Linked DNA regions of Sus scrofa: region 2 is linked to region 1. A link is a contact called in public promoter capture Hi-C data. All regions are on one chromosome and are shown on one strand. Each heading gives the region's core, a stretch centred on a gene start, on an enhancer-like site or on the middle of the called end of the contact. The rest is flanking DNA. Distances are from core to core; before and after follow the strand shown. Region 1 holds the start of BSN (protein bassoon). Region 2 holds the start of CAMKV (caM kinase-like vesicle-associated protein).

Region 1 (5,796 bases), core at 2,645-5,144:
GCTGCAGCTGTCGGCCTATGCCACAGCCACAGCAACTCAGGATCTGAGCCACGTCTGCTAACTATACCACAGCTCATGGCAATGCCAGATCCTTAACCCACTGAGTGAGGGCAAAGATCAAACCTGAGTCCTCATGGATACTGACCGGATTCATTACCACTGAGCCACAACAGGAACTCCATTCATTTATTTTTGAGATATAATTATGGCAAACCCATTTTGAGGAAGCAACTCTGGGTACTTGGTCTCAGAGTAGCCTCACCCACCTTCAGCAACAGACCAGAATCTCTATGTGCCCAGCTGCCTTTAGCTCAAGATGTCTCCTTGGCATATGGACTGGAAGTGAGTGAAAGGCAACCTCAGTGTAGATCACCAATTTCGATGTGGTAATAAAAGCGAGGTATCTTACCTGGTTCGCCCCAGCTCTACTCCACACCCCTGCACTCGGCTCCACTATCTGCTCACTGTTCCTGCCTGTGCGCCTCATGTCATTTCTTCCTCTCTCCATGTCTCAGAATACCACCATTGTCCCAAGGAGCCTTAGGATTCTCCTTTTGAAGCCTGGCTCTGTCTCAAACCTCTATAAGCACTACCTATTTGACACTTCTCATGCACTGAGCTACCTACAGTGTCACTCCTAGGATCCTTCCATGACTTTGTTCTCAGAGCTCTTCAAGAGCTCTACGACCAACCAGACTGTGAGGTGCTAGAGGACAGCAGAGCGTCGTATATCCTTCCAGGCTCTTCACAAAGCCCAGTACAGTGCTTGCTCTTGATACAGTAAATACAACTTGGTTGACTAACTAAACATCAATTTGCAAATGTTAAAGCTCTGCAACTCCACAGAGCTGATGTAGACTAAACAGGCTGCTACTGGTCTATGTGGCTTCTTTGTGCAATTTTTTTTTAAAGGTGCTTTCCGGGGGTACTGATCAAGTTTCTCCTGAACTGGTGATGTGTCTACAGGTAAAGTCCCAGCAACTTGGGACCTTCATTGTACATTAAGCATACCTCTGTAAAAATAAGTGGATGAATGAGCGAAAGGTACCCCCTTCCTGTAGGCAGACACAGCCCATACCAAGGCACATACTGCAAAGCCAGAGATAAGAGTTCAGCCTTCCCTGACCTGGCATTCCTTGGGAAATGCACAACCTATATAAGTGTTCATATGACCCTGAGACCAGAAGCAGAGAGCACTGCCTTAAGGAAATCTCTGATGCCCCAAGTGCCACATCATCCAAACAGCACTAGGTTAAGAGGCAGCACTATGGGTGTGGTGACACTGCTACTCACAGGATTCGAGCTCTTCAGCCACAAATGCTGGAGCTGCCCCCTCAGAGAGCCCAAATCAGCTCACAATGAAAATGAAGATACTAATTCAGCCTGGGGTGACAAGGGGTAATACAGCAACAGGAAAGAGCCAGGAATTGATTCCCCCAGAACCTCAGTTCCATTCCCATCAGGGGTTAGTAAAACAATTTCCACCTTATCTGACCTTCTACCTACCTCAATTCACAATATAATTCCCCCAAATTCACAAGCCAGCTTGAAATTATGCCAACGCTCTTTCCTGAATACCCAGAAGCACATGCCACAGGGCTTTTTCTCCATCAATGGGCCAATCTGTTCAGCAGCGTCTCAGAACAGAACATGCTAAATTTGGCATCAGGTACCTGAGACACTCTGGTGAGAGGAAGTAGAGTCATTCTGATGCTGAAGGAGAAACATACCATGGAGGTACAGCTCAGCTGAGGTGATGTGACAAGCTGAATATCAGCTAAAAGAATAAATTCCATCTCCTACGAGCCCCCAATCCTGAGCTTTGGTGAAAAATAGCCAGCTCACCACCTGCGCTTAACAACTGTAGGACCTTAGCACCACAGCCCATGTGTGTGTCTTGCCCACAGCCAGGAGCAAGATTATATGACTGCTAAATACAGCAGGAGATCATGGTTCCTTAACCCACTGTAGTTTGTGGGTCTACCCTGTAGCAAAACATATAGACAGGGAAGAAATGAAATACTGGGAAGGAATATGAGTAGGCACTAACCACTTTCTGTCCCTTTGAGCTGCCCAAGTCTTTCCAAAATCTCACATGCTTGGCTCTGCAACATCAGATAAACACCAAGCACAGCAGCCTGTTTGGTTACCAGAAGAGAAACACTGGATTCCCCATATAGAAAACTCCTAATAACAAGGTGTTTTTCCACTCTGCTGTAGATGCTTTCCCTTGGAAGGAAAGCTCTAAAGCCTAAGTGAGCCTTCCTCAAGCTAAAACTCAAAGAGCAGCTCAATGCGCAGCAAAATGGACAGTATTTGCAGTACTAAGAACGGTGTGCTAACAAACACAGATAGCTATTAGCATTACCATAATAGCTAATATAAAATGGGTAAATCCCCCTTCCAAAAGAGATGTTCACAGGCTGGCCTGTCTGTGGCAGGTTTCAGGCTACTAAGACCCTTTCATTTCTGTTAGTTGTCTAAGAAATGACTTCTGAGGAAATAAACCCGTAAGAGGCACAGCTGGGCAGCTGAAGAATAAAAAATTATGCTCCCTCACAGTTTATGTGCCCCCACATAGAAAAGCCAAGGCAACATTATCAGCAGACTCATATGGACTCAGAAGCACCCCTGGGTTTTGCTACTTCCCAGCTCTATTTGGTGTAAAGACAGTGCTTCCATTTTATCTTGTCTCTTGGTAGCTTTCCTGAGTGTTCAGTCTACTAATTTATTATAGATTGCCATTTTCTTCCTCTGCATTTCCTTTCCACTTGATTGTTTATACAACCTCAACTGGCATACATTTTAAACAAGCTGGTTTTAGAGTATTTGATCAGATATGTCTGTTTAAAGCATTCCACTGATTTGAGTGGTAACCTAAGTCATAAGACAACATGAACATACTCGGTTCTAGATGATTCAACAGCATTTTTGCTTCACCCCAAAGTGTTTCACTAAACCATGATGAAAGCACATGACCCTGTTACTATTGTTGAGCCTAAATAAGTACCTTGTGGTGTCCAGTACCACTTTCCCTTCCTCCAAAGATGATTTTGACTACTAAATGCCTGAGGAAAGCGTATGACCAAGTTCATGGTTCAACTATTTCCATATCTTTCTGCTCCTCGCAGTGACACTTATCTTCCCTGACAGCCACTCCCATTGTGCTCTTTCCTTGGCCCAACACAATGGACAAATGCAGACACAAGCAGACAGGGAAGACGTTTTCCATCCCACTGCTTCCCAGTGCAGAAGAACCAGGCTGAGGTTACATAAGCCCCTCCTTAGCCTGGCACTGGGGGAAAGCGAATTTGGGGTTCGTGACGGAGTCACGGTCTGCAGGCCCAGACTGACCCTGCGCTCACCATCCTGCTTTACTAAGGCAGGACGGCTGTAATGGAAGGGATGCTTCTCGCGACTGACCACTCGGCTCACGTCAGTCCGACTGGGCTCAAAGTGTAGCTGGACGTCCGATCTCGCTGTCCAGACTAGACTGCAGGGTCGTGGGCCCCAGCTTCGGCCTCAGGCTGCAGTTCCCGCCCCCGGGCGCCTTGCCCTGCGCTTACCTGCCCGGGCCAGGGCCGGGGCCGGGGCCGGGGCCGGGGCCTGGACCCGGTGGTCCGGCGGTAGCCCGTGCCCCGCCTGCTGCCAAGAGCTGTCCGCCGCCAGCCGGTGCTGAAGGCGGCTTCCCTACCCCGGGGCCCGGGCCGGGGCCGGGGCCGGAGCCTCCGGGCGGCAGCGGCCCTTCGCCAACGCCGCCCTCCAGGCTGGCCTCGTTGCCCATGGCGGGCAGACGGGCGGGGCCGAGGTCGCACTGGGCCCGGGCCGGCGGCTCCCGGGCAGCTGCTCACACGCTCCGCGCCGCCGCCGCCGCCGCCGCCATCTCCCAGCTCGGCTCGCGCCGCCGCCTGCCGCTGCGCATGCGCGGCCCTCGTGCCTCTTCCCTGTACACACCCCCACCCCACGCACGCGCGCGCTCCCTCCTGCTGGTGAGGACGCGTGTCCAAGAGCCCCCGGCGGAGTGGCGGGGAAACAGCCGCCTTGGCCCGCGCATGCGCCTTCCGGGGCCGCCAAAGCCGGCGTTCGCTATCCGGGGCCCAGCAAGTGTCGGCAGGAGCATCCGATCAAACCAGGATTGGAGAGACACAGACCACGAGAAAGGGCTGTGAGGGCGACCCGCCGTACCCTGCCCTGGAGTCAGTGACGCTTACTGCCTCAGAGAACTCAGGAATGGGAGCTCTCATTTGGGTAACTTCAGGGTCCCAACTGGCAGACTTCGTGGGAACAGGCCTCAGAGAGGGGTCACTGAGTGTAGCATCAAAGGATGTTTAGGAGTTGGAGAAATAAATGAACAAGTGTGTTCAGAGGCGCATTGTCATGGAAGGACTGAGATAAAGGATGCTGGGTGATGGGACTGGTTATGAGGGTCTCAAAGGGATTGAAGACTTTATCCAGATGTCGCCATGGGAACCATCTGGGTTTCATGCTGAGCCCTTGTCCCAGGGGAAGGAGTTTCAGGAAGTGTCCCTGGGAAAGGTGGAGGGTGTGTCAGGGCTGGCCTGAAGCCAGATGGAAGGTTGCCTCAGCAGGCCCTGGGACAGTGACCTTGAGGATGAGGAAAAGGAGTTGATGTTTCTTAGAGTCCTTGGGCTGTGGTTCCCAGGGACTGTCTAGACGAGGGGCTGCAGGCTGCCTCTGCATTAACCTGAGAGCTCACCAAATTATTTTTCCATTACCTCAGTTTACAGACTTCGGTGTCTGCATACTACTCTGCCTCCTGGCTTCTTACACAAACCTGTACTTTCCTGAGAGAGAATACTTCTTAGAAGATCCAGACTATACTCCAAACTTCCTGGCTTCATAAATCATGGCTGTGTACGAGTTCCTGTCATGGCACAGCAGAAACGAATCCGACTAGGAACCATGAGGTTGCGGGTTCAATCCTGGCCTCGCTCAGTAGGTTAAGGATCTGGTGTTGCCATAAGCTGTATTGTAGGTCGCAGATGTGGTTCAGCTGTGGCATAGGCCGGAGGCAACAGCTCCAATTAGATCCCTAGCCTGGGAACCTCCATATGCCACGGGTGCATCCCTATAAGGACAATCAATCAATCAATCAATCATGGCTGTGAAGAAGAACTTGAGTAAACTTGGACCTATTTTACAAACCCATTTAATTCTGCTAATGATGAAGAATAAATCAAATGTGATGTCAGCATTTCTAACCTGACCTGGAATAACTCAGAAAACCCAATGAACACTGATAACCAGGCTGATGGACAGACTTTGGCTGGGCCTTCCCATGCATTCTTATCTGCTCCCTCAACCTCTGGGATGGAGCTCCTGAAGCTTGGATCCCTGAATTGACTGACTCTGCTGCCTGGGATGATGAGAGCCTCTCTGCCTGTGTTATGATGGTCTTCACTGTGTTTCCTCCTGTGTTTGAATCATCTTTGTATCTGGTGCTCATCTAGGCTCTACAAGGATCCATGTTTCAGCTGTGCCACTTCCCAAATGGGATCTTAGCAACTGACTTAGGCTCACAAAGCCTCCATTTCCTAGCCTGCAAAGTTAGAATAATAGTAGTTCTCATTGTAGCTCAGTAGGTTCAGAATCCAACATGTGTCCATGAGGATGCAAATTCAATCCCTGGCCTCTATCAGGGGGTTAAAGATCCAACATCACCACAAGCCACAGCATAGGTCGAAGATAAGGCTTGCTGTGGCGTAGGCCAGCAGCTACAGCTCCAATTCAACCTGTAGCCCTGGGAACTTCCATATGCCACGGGTGCAGACATTA
Region 2 (5,609 bases), core at 666-3,165, 290 kb before region 1:
ACTACAGCTGCCAGCCACAGCCACAGCAACGCCGGATTTGAGCAGTATCTGCGACCTACACTGCAGCTCATGGCAATGCTGGATCCTTAACCCACTGACTGAGGCCAGGGATCGAACACGAGTCCTCATGGATACTAGTCTGGTTTGTTACCACTGAGCCACACACGGGAACTCCTGCATTGGAAGCCTTTTAAGACTCCTTTTGATGCTAGATTTTTGGAGATGTTCAGAGTCTTCCCAGAGTACAGGGAGGGGAAGGTGGGTAGATTGGAAGAGTGCAGAGCCAGGGACTTGACAGAGCTGACCCCTGAGAACACAGCAGAGGGGAGCCACTTTGGATAATCAGGTCTGGGAAACTTGGTCACGGAGCTCTCGGTAGAATGGAGCCTTTCTGTGCCTCTCCTCCTGCTGCCCTTCCTACCGACCGTCCTCAAAGCCTCCTTGGTGGGAGGATTCCAGCCTTATCTTTTTCCACTGGGAAAGAGGGTTTCTCAGAGTGAAGTAACTGTCCCCATCTCCTCAAATCTGACTCCACAGGGGTTGGGACCTTCCCCCCAAGCCCGCCCAGAGGGGGTCAGATGAAGTGTGAAGGGAGGCAGTGCTGGAACCTGCCATCACAGAGGCGCCTCTGATAGCCTAACCCTCAGACCAAGCTCTTTCTAGTTGCTTGTTGGCCCCTCCATCCCAGACAGCCCTCAGCCTGGGGAATGGGCTCAGCCCGGGGGGAGGGGCTCTCCAAGTTGCCATGGTAACATGTTGGCCCTCCTCACTGAATCAGAAATAGAATTGGATGCCCTTCTTCCTGGTGAGAGACTATTTAAAAACATGTTGGGGGGAGGGGTACAGGGGCAATGTCCTTGCCTGATCTGGGACAGGGTGCTGGGTAGAAAGGGTGCAGCCTGGGAGCCTCTCTAACTGCCCTGCTGCCCCTCCCCTCAGCTGGGTGGAATGAAGTGGGCTTTGGCCAGCCAAGAATTATGAGAAGAAAGGACTCAGCCTGCTCCAACAGGGTATGTAACTAGCCCTTACTGAGCACCTCTGGGTTCCTGGAGGGCACTGGCTTAGTGGTATGGACAGGAAAAGTGCCCCCTCCCAGGCCTGAGCCACCTGCTAAGCTATTGGGAGGCGGGAGGTCCACACGTGGGATATAGCTTGGGTGGGGGCTTGGGGCTGCAGCACTCAGAAGGGAGGCATGTTGGCACCCAGTGGTGGCACCATAGGTCCAGAGCCTGGTAGTCTGGTTTCAGATTCTGGCTCTACAACTCACTAGCTGTGACTTCTCTCTCCTCTCTGGGCCTTGATTTCCTCATTCGTAAAATAAGGATGCCAGCACCTAGCCCTTTGAAGTGCTGTGAGGCAGAGTTACAGTACTCAGTACTGCAGGACACAGAGGAAGGGCCCAGCTGATAGCAGTCACGGTTCTTATTGCTATAAGGGGTGTTAGCTTCTCAGGTGGGAAGAGCCTTCTCCACTCTCCAGACTGCCTTCTTTGCTCCTTCCTTCATGGGCCACACCCTTCTCAGGCCAGCCCCGGGCAAAGAGAATTATGCCTCACTTCTGCAGGAGGTAGGAGATGGCTCAGTGGTCTGCCAGGCAGTGGCTTTCAGGCCCTCCCTCCATGCCTCCCCAGTCTTCCCAGGTGCAGCCCAGCTCAGGGGCTGCGCAGGCACCAGAGGCTGCTACTAGTATCTCTTCTGTGAGGAAAAACAAAACAAAAATCACCAACAGTTTGCTAGGGGCCAGAGATTAATAAAGTTAACAGTGTTCAGCAAGTATGTGTGTGTGAATGCACACAAACGGGCAGGCCACAGACCCTTGGGCTCTGCTACCTTCCTTGGCCATAGCATGTGGTGAGCAACAGTATCTAGAAACATCTGTCCCCATTCCTAAGGGAAGGCAGCATCTGGAGAAGGGGGGAGGGTCCCAGGAGGCCTGAGACAGGGCTGAGTCAGGCTTTGCCCAGTGCGGAGTCAGGAAGGTGCAGATGAAGCGCAGCGCTAGCCTTGGTCCCTGGTCACATCACTTCACACCCCACGGCCAACTGTAAGTACTATTTTTAACTTCTGTGAAAACACATTGCTTCAGAGGACAAGCCTACAGCTGCATTTGCCATGAACCTGTTTCCTGGGTGGAAAGACTGAGGCCTGAAAGGCTAGCCATGGGGGACAGAGGGAGGAGGCCCAGAGATCCTAGCTGGGAGAGGGAGGAAGGTCTGACCACCACCCCCCATCAGAACCTCTAGACCCAGGCCTGTGGCAATGGGTGGTTCCCCAAAGAGGCCTGTCTTCTGTGGCAGGGCACATCTGGGCCTGGGCTGGTAGTCCAGGCAGGTCCTGCCGCTCCTGACCCTCTGCTTGCCCATCTAAGAAAAGGTTGGAACTGCTCACCTGGTCTGATATCTTACTTTCCTGTGTTCCTACCCAAGTCCAGTGCTTTGTCCTCACTGTATATGAACCTGTGTACCCAGTCCTGCAACCACCATATGCCCACTGTGTAACCAGCCCTGTGCCCACTGCCTGGACAGCCCTTTAAGCGCTGTGTCCCTACTCTGCCTCATCCTGTAATTGCTACTTGGCCACCTGGCATCTACCATGACCTAGCCCTCTACCCTGTGCTCTGCCCTCCTTCTGGCCAAGGTGAAGTTGGCACAATGTCACAAGAGCTAGAACATTCTGACTTGAGGATTCTGAGCAGAGGCCTACCCCCCCCATGTCGTCCCCATCCCCACCTCTGTGGGATACTGGTCCTGGGCCTCAAGGACATGTGGCTCTGGGGAGGGGGCTCTCTGAGGCACAGGCAGAGGAGAACCATCTGGAGCAGAAAGACTGCCAAGGAGCTGGTGTCCCTGGATCGGGAGCTGGGGAACATGGGGGAAGGGAGTTAGGGCCTGAGCCTGGGCCCCTCACCCACTTCTGCTCCTCAGGACTGAGATGTGAAAAGGCTTTGCCCTTCCGACAAGGGCCTCATGTCACACACTTGGGACTGCCTTCCTGAGTCAGGGCTTAAGTCTCAAGTTGCCAGATGGGCGATGGGGAGAAAGAGCCAAGTCTGGCATCTGTGGTAAACTGAGAACCCAGGGGTTTCCTCAGCATTGCCCCTGCCTACCTTTCTCCCTTGGCCTTATACATGCTCCCATCTCAGGAGCACTACCCTCACTTTAGGGCTGGCCTAGGCAGATGGTCACCTGGCTGGCAAGGAAAGAGGAGGCCAATCTAGGGCTGGCAGACTTCACCAGGGTGCCTTGGCCTTTCTGTGTCCCAAGATTCCCTGGGCAGGCCCCCATTCCTTAGGGGGGCGGGGCCCCTGGTTTCCCACACTCTCTCACCCTCCCCCAGGTCACTGGGGGCTGTGATGTGTGGAGTTGCCATGGCAACAAAGTGGGGGCAGGGCACCTAGGGCATGGAGCAGGACTATGGAAGTCACCAAGAAAGTGGGGGGCCCTGATCCATCGGGCCCCCAGGGCCACCCCTTGGCTGGCAGCCAGCAGCTGGGGGGTGGCCTTAGAGGATCCCAGGGAACATGGATAAACTCAGGATCTGTATACTTGAGGCAGGGGGTGTCATTGTCCACCGAGGCCATCACCGATGGGGCATATGGCCCAGCCTCCCAGGCCCACACCCCTGAGCCCAATCACCAGCATCTCCGGGACGCTGCTGAGGTTAGCTCCCAATGTGGCTGTGAGCGGGCCTCCCAGGATGTCCTGAGACTCTCCTCCACTAGCCCGTTTCCAAGCCCCATCGTGGGAGCTCAAACTCATCTCGTCATGGAGAACAGGACCCTGACCCTACCCGTGTGCACGCGTGGTGATGGTACCAGTGACATGGCCCAGCATGGACTCTGCTGCTCCCGGCTTCAGGTGCAGGTTTCGGGGGAGGGCAAGGCTCCAGCTAAGGTCCTAGTGGGCTGGGGCAAAGGCCCCTGCAGCCCTGACCAGATAGCCCCGTTGGGCATTAGGAAGAGCCGATGGCTACCCTATTTTCTTTCAGGGGAGGATGGCTCAGCTGCAACCCAAGGTCCTCTTCCACCTCTAGCCCAAAATCAGGGTCAGGGCAAGTGCCCATGTCCGGCTCAGGCTCCTCCAACTCCAACTCAGGCAAATACTCCAGCTCTGGATACAACCCCAACATCAGCAGCAGTTGAAACTTACACCTGCAACCTTGACCGCTTGACTGATACCAATACTGTCACCAAGGGCCTGTCCCAAGACCTCTTAGCCAAGAAATGTGACAACCAATGGCCGATCCACATAGAGTCTTCCAAAGGAGTCACATCCTGCCAGAACAAAGAGAACTCCTATTCTCAGGATGAGCCTCCCACCACAGTACCCATTCTGGAAGAGTTCCCAGCCCAGGTCCAGGAGCTTGAGGTTGCCAGAAGGCCAGTGTTACCCAAGCAGCCTGAACACCAAGTGGAGAAGCCCCTGGCCTGTACCTCCAGGCCAGGCAGCCCCAAAGCAGGCTCAGAGCCCCCAGGAACCCCTAAGTCCCAGAGGGTTGACCACAATATCCGTGGCTCTCAGCCAGGTCAGCAGCCCCTCAATGTTTGCAACAACACCTGCTCCAATGTGCCGCTGTCTGCCTATCAAGTAAATAGCCAAAAGCAGTCCTCAGTACAGTCTCCCAGGGAAGCCATGCAGGTACCCCCCTCCAGTGCCCCTACCTGCCAGCTTCGGGATGCTGTGGAAGACCGTGTGCTGGTGTTTGATATGGCCACAGGCAACACCAGGATGGGGCTGCTGTGCCATGACCCCATGGGCTCACGGGCCGTGCTGGTGGGCCTCGTGCCCAGCCACCCATCCCTCTATGCCTCTGAAAATATGCTGTCCACCCGGCTGTTGCCCATGCCCATCTTCTCTCCTGACAGCAATCGCTCCAGCTTCTGGTCCACCGCGCCCATGGTGTCTAGTCCTGTGCCCTCCAGCCTTTCATCTGGAAGCTACCGAGAGGTGGCCCTCGTTCCCAAAGAGGCCAGACTGAACTTGGAGTCTCGGGGCTCTCCTGGTACTGAGACACCTATCAGGATGGGGATGCTCACTGGGCCTGGTCCACTGGGAATGCCCCTCCAATTTGGAGAGAGGACACTGAGCCATGCCCATGATCCTAGCTGGTCCCAACCCGTTGCTGAAAAAAATGAGGCTAGTCACACCATCTGGATGCTGGAGACCCCCAAGGTGCAGGACACCTCTATGGTCCAGGCCAAGAAACAGCAGTGGGCAAACTCAGAGCAGGCCCCAGAGTCTGTACCATCAGCCAAAATCCAGGAGGTGCCCAGACCTGTGCTCCAGGAGGATATAGGCCACCACACTCAGAAAGGGGTCATTAGCTCTCACTCTGACAACCCTCAGGTCAAAGGCACTGGGAAGGCCCCCCTTGCTTGTCAGCCCCCACTAGCTGAGCAGTATCCCTTCTCCAGACAGCCCCCTTCAACCGGTCAGCCTCCCTCCACAGAGCAGTGTCTCCACACCAGGAAGACCCACCTTTCTGGACAGCCACCCTTAGCTGAGCCAGCCCCCTCTGCCAAGCAGCCCCCTCTTCCTGATCAGCCCCATTTCATTGGGACCCCTATGTCCAGGCAGCTTTCTTTCACTGGGAAGCCTCCCCTCTCCCAAA

Evidence for each region. Promoter capture Hi-C pulls out the DNA fragments that hold promoters and counts their contacts.
Region 2: a contact with region 1 is called in a promoter capture Hi-C map of fetal liver, with 3 times the contacts expected there. The contact joins the promoter of CAMKV here to the promoter of BSN in region 1.

Annotation. Positions count from the first base shown.
Region 1 is chr13:32,105,065-32,110,860 of Sscrofa11.1, reverse strand. It overlaps BSN (protein bassoon), which reads right to left and starts at 3,894. Exons shown (of 12, transcript XM_021068762.1): 1 at 3,567-3,894. The coding sequence starts at 3,784.
Region 2 is chr13:32,397,786-32,403,394 of Sscrofa11.1, reverse strand. CAMKV (caM kinase-like vesicle-associated protein) reads left to right here and starts at 1,915. Exons shown (of 10, transcript XR_002337521.1): 1 at 1,915-5,609. MST1R (macrophage-stimulating protein receptor) reads left to right here. Exons shown (of 19, transcript XR_002337520.1): 19 at 940-1,772.